Linked DNA regions of Mus musculus: region 1 is linked to region 2. Evidence: chromatin contacts called from public HiChIP or PLAC-seq data. All regions are on one chromosome and are shown on one strand. The core of a region is the stretch at or near the end of the contact, and the rest is flanking DNA. Distances in the headings are between cores, read along the strand shown. Region 1 has its middle 4.0 kb from the start of Gm33114. Region 2 overlaps Sorcs2 (sortilin-related VPS10 domain containing receptor 2).

Region 1 (4,967 bases), core at 1,715-4,214, 340 kb after region 2:
GGTGTGGAATGCGAGGCTCCTTCCAATCGTCCCACAGTAGCTGACTGTGGTTTGCCTCATGCTCTGGCAGAGGTGGGATTTTGCCAGCTGCAGATAGTTTCTGCAAGTGTGTGATGTTTGGAATTCTGGGGGCTCTTTAGAGGGTAAATACTTGGGTCCCAAGAGCTGGGAAACTGTTGATTGGTAGCAGAATGCCGTTGGTTTCTGTTGGTCACAGTTTGCTAAGTAGTTGTAAGCAAAGAAAAAGAAAGAAGAAATCAGATATCCGGATGGCAAAGATCAAACTTGCCCCCAAGGAACTTGATGCCCTTAGTTAACAGGAAGTGTTCTAATGATATTGTGGACTCTTTCTTCTCTTATCCTTTTTTTCTCTCCTACGTAATGTTAGGGGATTGAAAGGGAAGAAGTAAAGGGATGGAGAAGGGTGGGAGAAAGAAGAACCCACAAAGTAGCCAGAAGAACAGCTACAGTGACCTCAGACATATCTTAATCCAGGTGACCTCTGAAGATATGCGAGAGCTGCCAAGGAAGAAGGAGGTGAGAGTATCAGTCCCTGGTACCCTTTCCCAACATGCCCAGCTCCCCACGACTCCGAGTTCCTTTGTGCCCTCTCCACCTTCCTATGGTTGTTACATGTGCTTTTAGCTGTGGAAACAGAGGCTCACAGGGCAGAGTTAGCATTGGATGCTATGTAGCCACCCAAGGCCATTCTGTGCTGTGTCCACAGGACTCTGGAGCCTGGAGGAGGAGGCTGTGCTGAGTCCTGGTTTCTAGAGGTGTGCAGGCAGGATTAACCATAGCCCAGGAAGGCGGGAGGCAGATGTAGAAATCAGAGGCCAAAGAACCACCCACCCTCTGCCCTTGGGACTCTGGCAGCGACTCTGAACTGTGTAATACCAGCCCCTGCCCACGCAGCTGCTGAGATGAGTGGCCGTGCGTGCACCTTTGACCTGGTGATCTTTAACTTGGTGACTCAGCCTGGGAGCTGGAGCACCGTGATGAACACGCTGACAGATTGAAGCCTGCCTTTGTGACAAGTCTTTTTATACATTGAAATTTAGCTGGCCATGGAAGTACACATGTGTAATCCCAGTACTCAAGAGGTAGAGGCAGGATTCATCCCATAATCAGCCACCAAAACCAGACACTATTGCATATGCCAGAAAGATTTTGCTGAAGGGACCCTGTTATAGCTGTCTCATATGAGGCTATGCCAGTGCCTGGCAAATACAGAAGTGGATGCTCACAGTCACCTATAAGATGGAACACAGGGCCCCCAATGGAGAAGCTAGAGAAAGCACCCAAGGAGCTGAAGGGGTCTGCAACCCTATAAGTGGAACAACAATATGAACTAACCAGTACCCCCAGAGCTCGAATCTCTAGCTGCATATGTAGCAGAAGATGGCCTAGTTGGCCATCACTGGGAAGAGAAGCCTCTTGGTATTACGAACTTTATATGCCCCAGTACAGGGGAATGCCAGAGCCAAGAAGCAGGAGTGGGTGGGTAGGAGAGTAGGGCAGAGGGAGGGTATAGGGAACTTTCGGGATAGCATTTGAAATGTATATAAAGAAAATATCGGGGCTGGAGAGATGGCTCAGCGGTTAAGTACACTGACTGATCTTCTGAAGGTCCTGAGTTCAAATCCCAGCAACCACATGGTGGCTCACAATCACCTGTAATGAGATCTGACGCCCTCTTTTGGTGTGTCTGAAGATAGCAACAGTATACTTAGATATAATAATAAATAAATCTTAAAAAAAGAAAATATCTAATAAAAAAGTAAATAAGTAAGTAAGTAAATAAATAAATAAATAGAAAGAGACACTCCGTAACATAACATAAAGCATAGTAGTTTAATAAATAAATTGTAAAAGGAGAGAGAGGGGGGTAGGAAGATCACTGTGAGTTCTATACTAGCCTGGGGTATGTATTGAAACTCATTTGCTATCATTGTTTAAATTGAGGTAAAATTCACACCACAGATATTTAGCTATTTAAAGTGTCAGTTCTGTGGCATTTATCCACCTACAGCAAGCACTGCATAACTGTCACCTCTGTGTAGTTCTATATGTCCTGCTCTCCAAGACCTCACCCCCCTTCCTTCCTTCCTTCCTTCCTTCCTTCCTTCCTTCCTTCCTTCCTTCCTTCCTTCCTTCCTTCCTTCCTCCTCCTCCTCCTCCTCCTCCTTCTTCTTCTTCCTCTCTCTCTCTCTCTCTCTCTCTCTCTCTCTCTCTCTCTCTCTCTCTCTTTCTCTGTTTATTTATACTTTTCAAGTGCTGGGGACGAGACCCAGGGCCTCACACATGCCCGGCAAGCACTCCGTAACTAAGCCCGTACCCTAACTACAACTCCATCTCTACCACTGGCCACTCCCCATCTTCCTGTCTGTTGTATCCCTGGCAACTGCTGGGTTCCAGTGGGAGTCACGCAGTGCACTGTTCGGCTTCGGGTGACTGGCTTTTCTCACTGAACCTGTTTGGAAGGCCAACAGGCTTTGTAGCAGGTGCCTGCACTCTGCTTCCTTCCATGGCTGCCCGAGGTCCCACTCGGTGGGTCTTCTCTGCCTTTTCATTCACTCCTGCTATGGGAACAGTACGCTGACCCGTGGCCTCTCTCAGTGGCTTCTGGTAGAGTAAAAGTTCCCCAGACCAGCCACCCGATGCTTACACACATAAAGTCCTTGTCGAACGCGTGGTTCTCATCCTTGTTTCCAATGAGTGTCAACTGCACACTATAGCACTTATTGAGCACTTACTGCATACTGTCCTGAATGTTTTGTTTTCACTCAATGGTGGTGTTTTCTGTCCATCCTCAGTCCCTCCAGTAGCTGGCGTGGGCCTCACGTGATCAGTTTCAGAGGCCGGAAAAAGGTCAGCTAAGGAATTATCTATAGAGGAGAACTTAAAGTCGGGCCAGCTCCAGTTCACGTCTCACATGCCCCTGGTGTACGCCCTTGACTGGACGAATGCAGACTTCACCCTGGGCGGTAACCCAGAGGACTTTCATTTTCCTTTTCCCCAGGGCTCGATCTCTGCTTCATTTTCAGTCATTGATTTGTTTTCACAGTGACCAATCAGAAACAGAAAGCATAACAGTCAGGAGGGGAATGAAAGTGCTGAAGGTGAATTTCAGAAAAGCTGGACTTTAACCAGCTCATGTGGCAGACCCACCCAGTGGGCTGCACCAGCAGGGTGGCAGGGCACCTTTGCCTTGCAGGAAGACTACAATATAATTGGGGTATAGTTTTAGCTTTTGCATGTTTATCCTTCTTTGGTGGTTCTTTTTTGTTTTGGGGTTTTGGGTTTTTTTGTTTGGTAGGTTGGTTTTGGTTTTGGGTTTTTGGACTGTTTGTTCATTTGTTTGGTTTGTTTTGGTTGTTTGCTTTTTTTGTTTTGTGTGTGTGTGTGTGTGTGTGTGTGTGTGTGTGTGTGTGTGTTGTTTGTTTGTTTGTTTGTTTGTTTGTTTGTTTTTGAGACAAGGTTTCACTGTGTAGCCCTAACTGGCCTGCATGCAGACCAGGCTGGCCTCAAATTTGCTGCAATCCCCCTGCCTCTGCCCCTCAAGCACTAGGATTCTAGGCATCTCACATCATAACTCACTTCTTCGTTGCTCCTCAGATGAACAAGAGCCTTTTATATATTCACACAGGAAGTCCAACTTCCTCCCTCATGCCCTCTGCCTTGGATCCAGCTGGCAGGTGAACCTGAACCCCATGCCAGCCAAGAGCTCAGGAACTCACACTAAAACTACCTGCTATGCAATAGCCTTTCCCCTTAGGACCTCCCAGCACAGCCCTGTATCACCCCCACTCCACTCCAGCACCCCTCAGAGCCATGAAGAGAAAGTAGAACATACCCGATCTAGAGTCAGCACAGAGTCCACAGAGAGCCTGGGCCCCAAGTTCTCCTGGTGCCATTTACCTGCTCCCCCAACTATTTGCTTATGCTCTGCCTTCTACCCAGAGCTCTGTCACCCTCAAGTCTCCATCATCCTTCAGGTACAACCAGCAGTGCCCAGGGGAGTGGTCCCAGGAGCCAGCAGCAGCCCAGGAGTGTGCAGGCCCTGGCTGCCCTGTGATGGGTGTTTCTATGCCCTTGTCTGGGTGGTCCTCACCAGCTCCCTGTGAGGCAGGAATTGCCTTCCCTCTTCTTGCCTGCTTCCCTCAGGTATAAAGGGCCTCACGTATAGCATTAGAAAACACCCAGGGGACACTCACTGCTGCTATCCCTGTACTAGGAGGAGATTTCTGAGATGAGAGCTGAAGCGACTCATCTGAGGAAGTGCAGCCAGTGGGCGGTTTGGCCTGAGCTCTTTCCCCATGTAGCCCTCCGTGTTCTGGTTCTGGTTTCCAATGGGAATGAATCTTCAAGGACATGCAGAGAGCTCCTTGCGAAGGAGCCATCTGTGCACGGTGGGAGAGTTGACTCTCACACCAGATGGCCAGTGCTCTAACCTGGGTCTGCCGTGTATTCTCTGTGCCATCTTGGACAAGTTTCCTGACCCCTCTGCACCCATTTCCTCCTTCCTGGCATAACTCCCGAGAGGAGAAGATAAGTCATACCCCTCCACAGCCCACCTGATAGATACCTGCTGCTAAAATAAAATCAGAGCTTCTTGGGCCTCTCTGCTGAGCAGCTGGGGAGAGCCAGCTGCCAAAAGCCCATCTTGGGACAGGCTGTAACTTCCAGAGTGGCAGGTGCCAGTTGGTTATCCTCATTTTAGGGGTGGCTTTGGGACACCCTGATTGGACCAATTCCTTCGATCTTGCAAGCATCTTGAGTCACAGAGTCCTGTGCTACCATCTGCCTTTACTGAAAGTGACCCCATGGTTCTCAGATTCCCTGGGGGAAGCGTAAAGCAATGTCTACCCCCTCCTCCAAGGTTCCAGCAACAAACGAAGGCATGGTGCTGCCAAAGTTCACTCTAGGGAACCGATGACTGGATCAGGCTTCCTGACAGAGCCTTC
Region 2 (4,757 bases), core at 186-2,685:
TGGTCTCAAGGTGAGCCTGTAAGTCCAGACTACTCATCCAGTATTTCAGCCTCTGGCCAACAAGAGGAATTCAACAGAATCCAGAGCTTCAGGTGTAGACATCTTGGCAACCTTGGGAAATACAGCCATCTTTAACCTAACTCTCACAGAGTGACCTAGGAGACCTTTGGAAAGAAAGCAAAACAGAGAGCCAGGGTCCAGACAGCTTGAGGGTCACAAACTAGTACTTACATCAGAGTCTCTGGAGCTAGACATGCCTGAAGCTGAAGCCAGTACTGGGTGAATTCAGTCTCTCCCTTCAGCTCTCTGGAACTGGGCTTCTGTGACCCATGACCAAGCATCCTGGTTTTGTGGCCCACATTGCAGAGCACACAAGCAGAGAAGGGAGTGAGAGCACCCAACCCTCACATAGCTTGAAAGCTAACTGGGAAGAGTTGTCGGCCAGAACACAGACAATCAAAGCCAAGAGCATGGTGTGCAGATGCGGGGAGAAGAGGGAGACAATGCAGCATCCCAGAGATGAAGGTCTTGAGTGACGTTCTCAGGAGAAGCCCTACACTGTGCTGCACCCATCTTCAGTTTCTGTATGAATCACACACACACATGCACACACCACACACACACACCACACATACACCACACACGTGCACATATAGACACACACAACATACACATATACACACATACATGCATAGGCACATACACACACACCACACACACATATACACACCACACATACAAACACATGTATAGGCACATAAACATGCACACACACATACACGTGCACGGACGCACACACCACACCCACACTGCCACCACCACAAGGACACAAAGCTACTGGGCACTCAGGTCACAGGAGTGACTCCCACCCAGATAACAGGACACTCTTGATAGAATTATGCAGACCAACACTGGAGCCGTCATTATCTACTTCCACTACCATAAAAAATTCCCTTTTCAATTTCTTCCAGAGGAGAGAGAATAAAAGGGATTAAGGATTAGAGGATTAGAGATGGTGTCTTAGCCACACATGGCCCCTTCTGCAAGTGGCCCCCACCTCAGCATGCCTGCTTCTCTCTTAATGGCCCTTGGGATGTGTCTGTACTTGACGGAATTCCACAAGAATAAACTTCGTCCTTTAGAAAGCAACCTCAGCGAGTGTTGGGGGATGACCACGGGCCACATGCCACTGCCTGCCTGAGGACCCACCCTAGGTTCCTCTCTCTTTGCCCCCACCACCTCTAGAAGCTTTCCGAGTCCTCCAGGCAGAAGGTTTGGGGATTTCCTTTCTTGTAGTGGAATAAGGGCTCAGTGTCAGAGCCCTCATTTATTGCTTGAGAAAAATATGCAAAAACATGAGATTGCTTGAACACAGTCTGAGGCCATGACTCAACTCCTCTGTTAGCCAGCAGGGTTCTGAGAAGTGCAGCTGGCTCCCGACCACTCAGGGTCCTGTGGTCACCACAGTATTTGGACTCACGAGGCCTCACTATAAGGCTCCACAGCCACAGGCTCCTGGAGAGAACCAACTGGTAAAGGGATAGGGAGCCCTGACAGGATCCAAGGGAGACACCTCATAAGCCTGTCTTATAGGGGAGCATGTTCAGGGACCCCGGGCATCATCTGCCTGGTGCAAACACAGGATGGTCACAGCAGTCACCTGTGAGCCCAGCATCAAGTCAGCAACCGAGACATGGACAGAAGGCAGGTGGGTAAGTAGGATGAGCAGGGTTCAGCCTGACACTGTTCCTGAATGTCCTCTACCTCCCACAATTCTATGCTGTCACCCTCTGCCGATCACACACACACACACACACACACACACACACGACTCCCTACACCCCCCCCCACCGGGCTTCTGCCTCAAAGCCTCCTCCTCACAGCTCCTGCCCACCTGTGCCCAGGTCACCATGGGCCCCTCCCACTGAGCTGTAACCTTAGGCAGGCAGATACCAACCTTAGCCATGTCAATGCCTTGGATCCTGTGAAGAGTCTGGCTGGGACATCCCTCATAGCTTCCAGGATGAATCAACTACTCCTAACACATCGCTAGCTCTGAAACAGTGACTGTCTGGATCAAAGTCAACTTAGGCCAAGCCCAGGCAGAGCAAAGGCTGGCAGATTGGCAGCTCAGAGGGCTCGCTTGGCACTCCCCTCCTTCCCGGGCCGTGCCCAACCCTGACCCCACAGGTTGAAAGGGAGAGCTTGGGAGACAAGAAAAGAACAGATTAGGGTGGTCTCAGAACTTACAGACCAGCTCCAGAGAGGTGAGGCAGCCCCCACACCTGAAGCCAGCCCTCCCTGGTGCCAGCAAGAAGGGTCCATTCCACCACAGAAGCTCTTTCAGCACAATAGGACATGTGGGCCAGCTGGCATCCTTCTGACAGGAGAGGAGATTCCAGGCTTCGCAAAGAGAGTCCTCCTTTCTTCAGGACTACAGGAAGGAGTCTAGGACCCCAGAATGGAACACTTAGACATTGGGACAGTCAGAACCTTGGAGAAAGCCTAGGGAAGCAGGTGACAGACACCAAACCAAGTCCTCACAGGCTGGAGGCTGGGATGACAGGGTGGGTGAAGGGACAGTATGTGAGTGAATCATGGTTGCTCAGCAAGGTCCCCAGTATACCTCCACCAGGTCCACCAGCCCTGGTCAGTCACATTGCCTGAAGAACAGGACAAGTTCATGAAATCGACAGCTTACAGAGACTACACAGCCCGGTGGCCAGAGTGTGGTCTCAGGCAAGGGTGGCAGCAGAGCCACTGAGGCAGGCTGGGTAGGCTGTCCTTGAAGGGGTAGATGTCCCTGCATGTCACCCTTTCCCTGCCCACAGATTGTGCATCTCGTTCCTGGCCAGTCTCAGGACCCTCTCCTATTGCTCAGTAGTTTTTAAGCCAGCAGGAGAGTAGGCGGCTCTCCACAGGCTCCATGGTCACCCAGGGGAGGGGAGGCTAGGCTCCCAGGATGGAGGAAGAGCACAGGGTCACCCACTTAGGGCCTCCAGGGTGCAGGCAGCAAACCACATACTAGGCTGCCATGCTTAGCAGGTGTCCCAGACACAACGCCACTCAGGGACTGTCTCACCCCAACCCATTAGCAGTGCTGACTGCACATGGGAGCAGGGGCCCCAGGGCCTTCCTAGAGGAAGAGCTTGAGTCATGGAGAAAGAGCAAGGGCAATAGAGCTGAGGTGGGGACCAAGTGACCAGTGTTGAGGCTCACACAGTAGGAGAACTAAGAAGCCACATCCAAGTGGGCGCCTTCGACTTCACACATGCCAGGAGTCCATTGCAGAGCCCTTGACCAAACCTCTCACGTTCTGTAGGTGGCACCCCAGCCCATCTCCCACATACCCATACAACTGAATCAAGCAAGCCAGGAGGGTCTTTGCATCTCTGAGCTCAGAAAGCCCTTGAACCAAGTCTGACACACATGAGAGGAAAGGGTAAATTAGCCTTGGCACTGCCCTTGAATCTGGCCATGCTCAAAGTCTCTAGCAAACAGTAGCCACACCACCACCACTGGCCTGTGGACACACAGTAGGATACAGGGCTTTCCCTTGCCCTGGAAAAAATGGACAATAGGTCTCCCTGTCATGCCACAGGTGGCCAGAACCAAATGCCAAGCTGGAGCACCAGGTCAGAAAGAGGTCACCTCAATGCCACCACTTCTCTGATACCAGTGGCTGCCACCCAGAGCCTCGCCTAAAGAAGCAGCATAGCCAGCACTGAGCTGGAGGCTCTAGGGTCCTGTCCTCACAGCAGCCCTTACCCCACCCCCAAGTGTAGGGTTTCAGGTTTCCTGGACATTGCCAGACCTCTCCTCTGCCTCCAGCGACAGGGAAAGAGTCTGACTTGCTCTTAAGTGGTAGCATTCCATCCATACCTCCAATCAGGAAACTTGTAAAAACCCAGATGTCAACGGGAAAAGCACTCTTCAGAGACAGCCTCTAGAGATGAGTGTTTCGTGAGGACCCGAGGGCCTTTCAGTTAAGTGGGCAACTCCGGAAATAGGAAGAAAATGGAACTACGTGGAAGCCAGTTTTAAAAAGTGAGAAAATTATAATTTCTGGCAACTGTGTGACCAACTTCTTCCCTCACGGTCCAGAGGTACCTTAGCAGATGGGGAAACTGAGGCCCAGTAATGCAGGGGAGAGAGCCTTCCTCAGAGTGGGTACACAGCAACCCAGGCCACCCAGGAGGGCACCAGGAACACCAGAGTTCGGCACATTAGAGCACGCATGGAGAGACCCCCCTAACCCAGGCTGCATGGTGGGGTGAACAGGAGGAGGCAGGAGGGGGGCTGCAAGCAGGAGGGACCCAGTCACTTCCTCCAAGAAGGGCAACTCTTGAGCCGTTTTAGAAGTAGCCGTTTTAGAAGTAGCAATTCCTGGACACAGAATGAAACCAAGGCCCCAGAGACATGCAGAGGTCATCTGAGGGGCTCCTCCCCAGAGGGTCCCCAGAATTGCAAAGCTGGAATCCCTTAGAGGCTGACTGAGTAGGCAGTAGAAGAGATAAGTGTTCTGTGTGGAAGCCCCCCTCCATAACCCTGAGCCCCTGATCCTCCCACCTGCTCTTTCCAGAAAGTTCTCCAGTGACTCCAGTGCCCACAGTCCCCAGTCTCTGTCAACCCTCTTTGTCAAAGGCTAGACAGCCGTGTCCCCTGGGTTTTCTGCTGGGCTCTGCCTTTTGTTAGTGAGATAGGGCTAAGAATAAGGCACTATTTAAATGTCTCAACTTCCTCTGGGAGCCAGTGTT

The links. HiChIP or PLAC-seq counts read pairs in DNA pulled down with a chosen protein or histone mark.
Region 1: a FOXA1 HiChIP or PLAC-seq map of pancreatic cancer cells shows a contact between it and region 2. The contact joins two enhancer-like sites. A contact is called at or near these places in 2 of 39 promoter capture datasets (hippocampal neurons and stem cell-derived epiblast-like cells) and 2 of 115 datasets of contacts at active chromatin or transcription factors (embryonic stem cells and pancreatic cancer cells).

The regions. Positions count from the first base shown.
Region 1 is chr5:36,723,582-36,728,548 of GRCm38.p6, forward strand. It overlaps a transcript of Gm33017 not described here. Among named protein-coding and RNA genes, the nearest start is that of Gm33114, 4.0 kb to the right of the region's middle. Within about 2 kb of position 2,965, at least 96 of the 459 cell types and tissues checked have an H3K27ac peak or open chromatin away from gene starts, as enhancers often do. A contact at or near this core is called in pancreatic cancer cells, where this site is marked.
Region 2 is chr5:36,381,471-36,386,227 of GRCm38.p6, forward strand. The region is part of intron 1 of Sorcs2 (sortilin-related VPS10 domain containing receptor 2); the gene reads right to left. Among named protein-coding and RNA genes, the nearest start is that of Sorcs2, 14 kb to the right of the region's middle. Within about 2 kb of position 1,436, at least 28 of the 459 cell types and tissues checked have an H3K27ac peak or open chromatin away from gene starts, as enhancers often do. A contact at or near this core is called in pancreatic cancer cells, where this site is marked.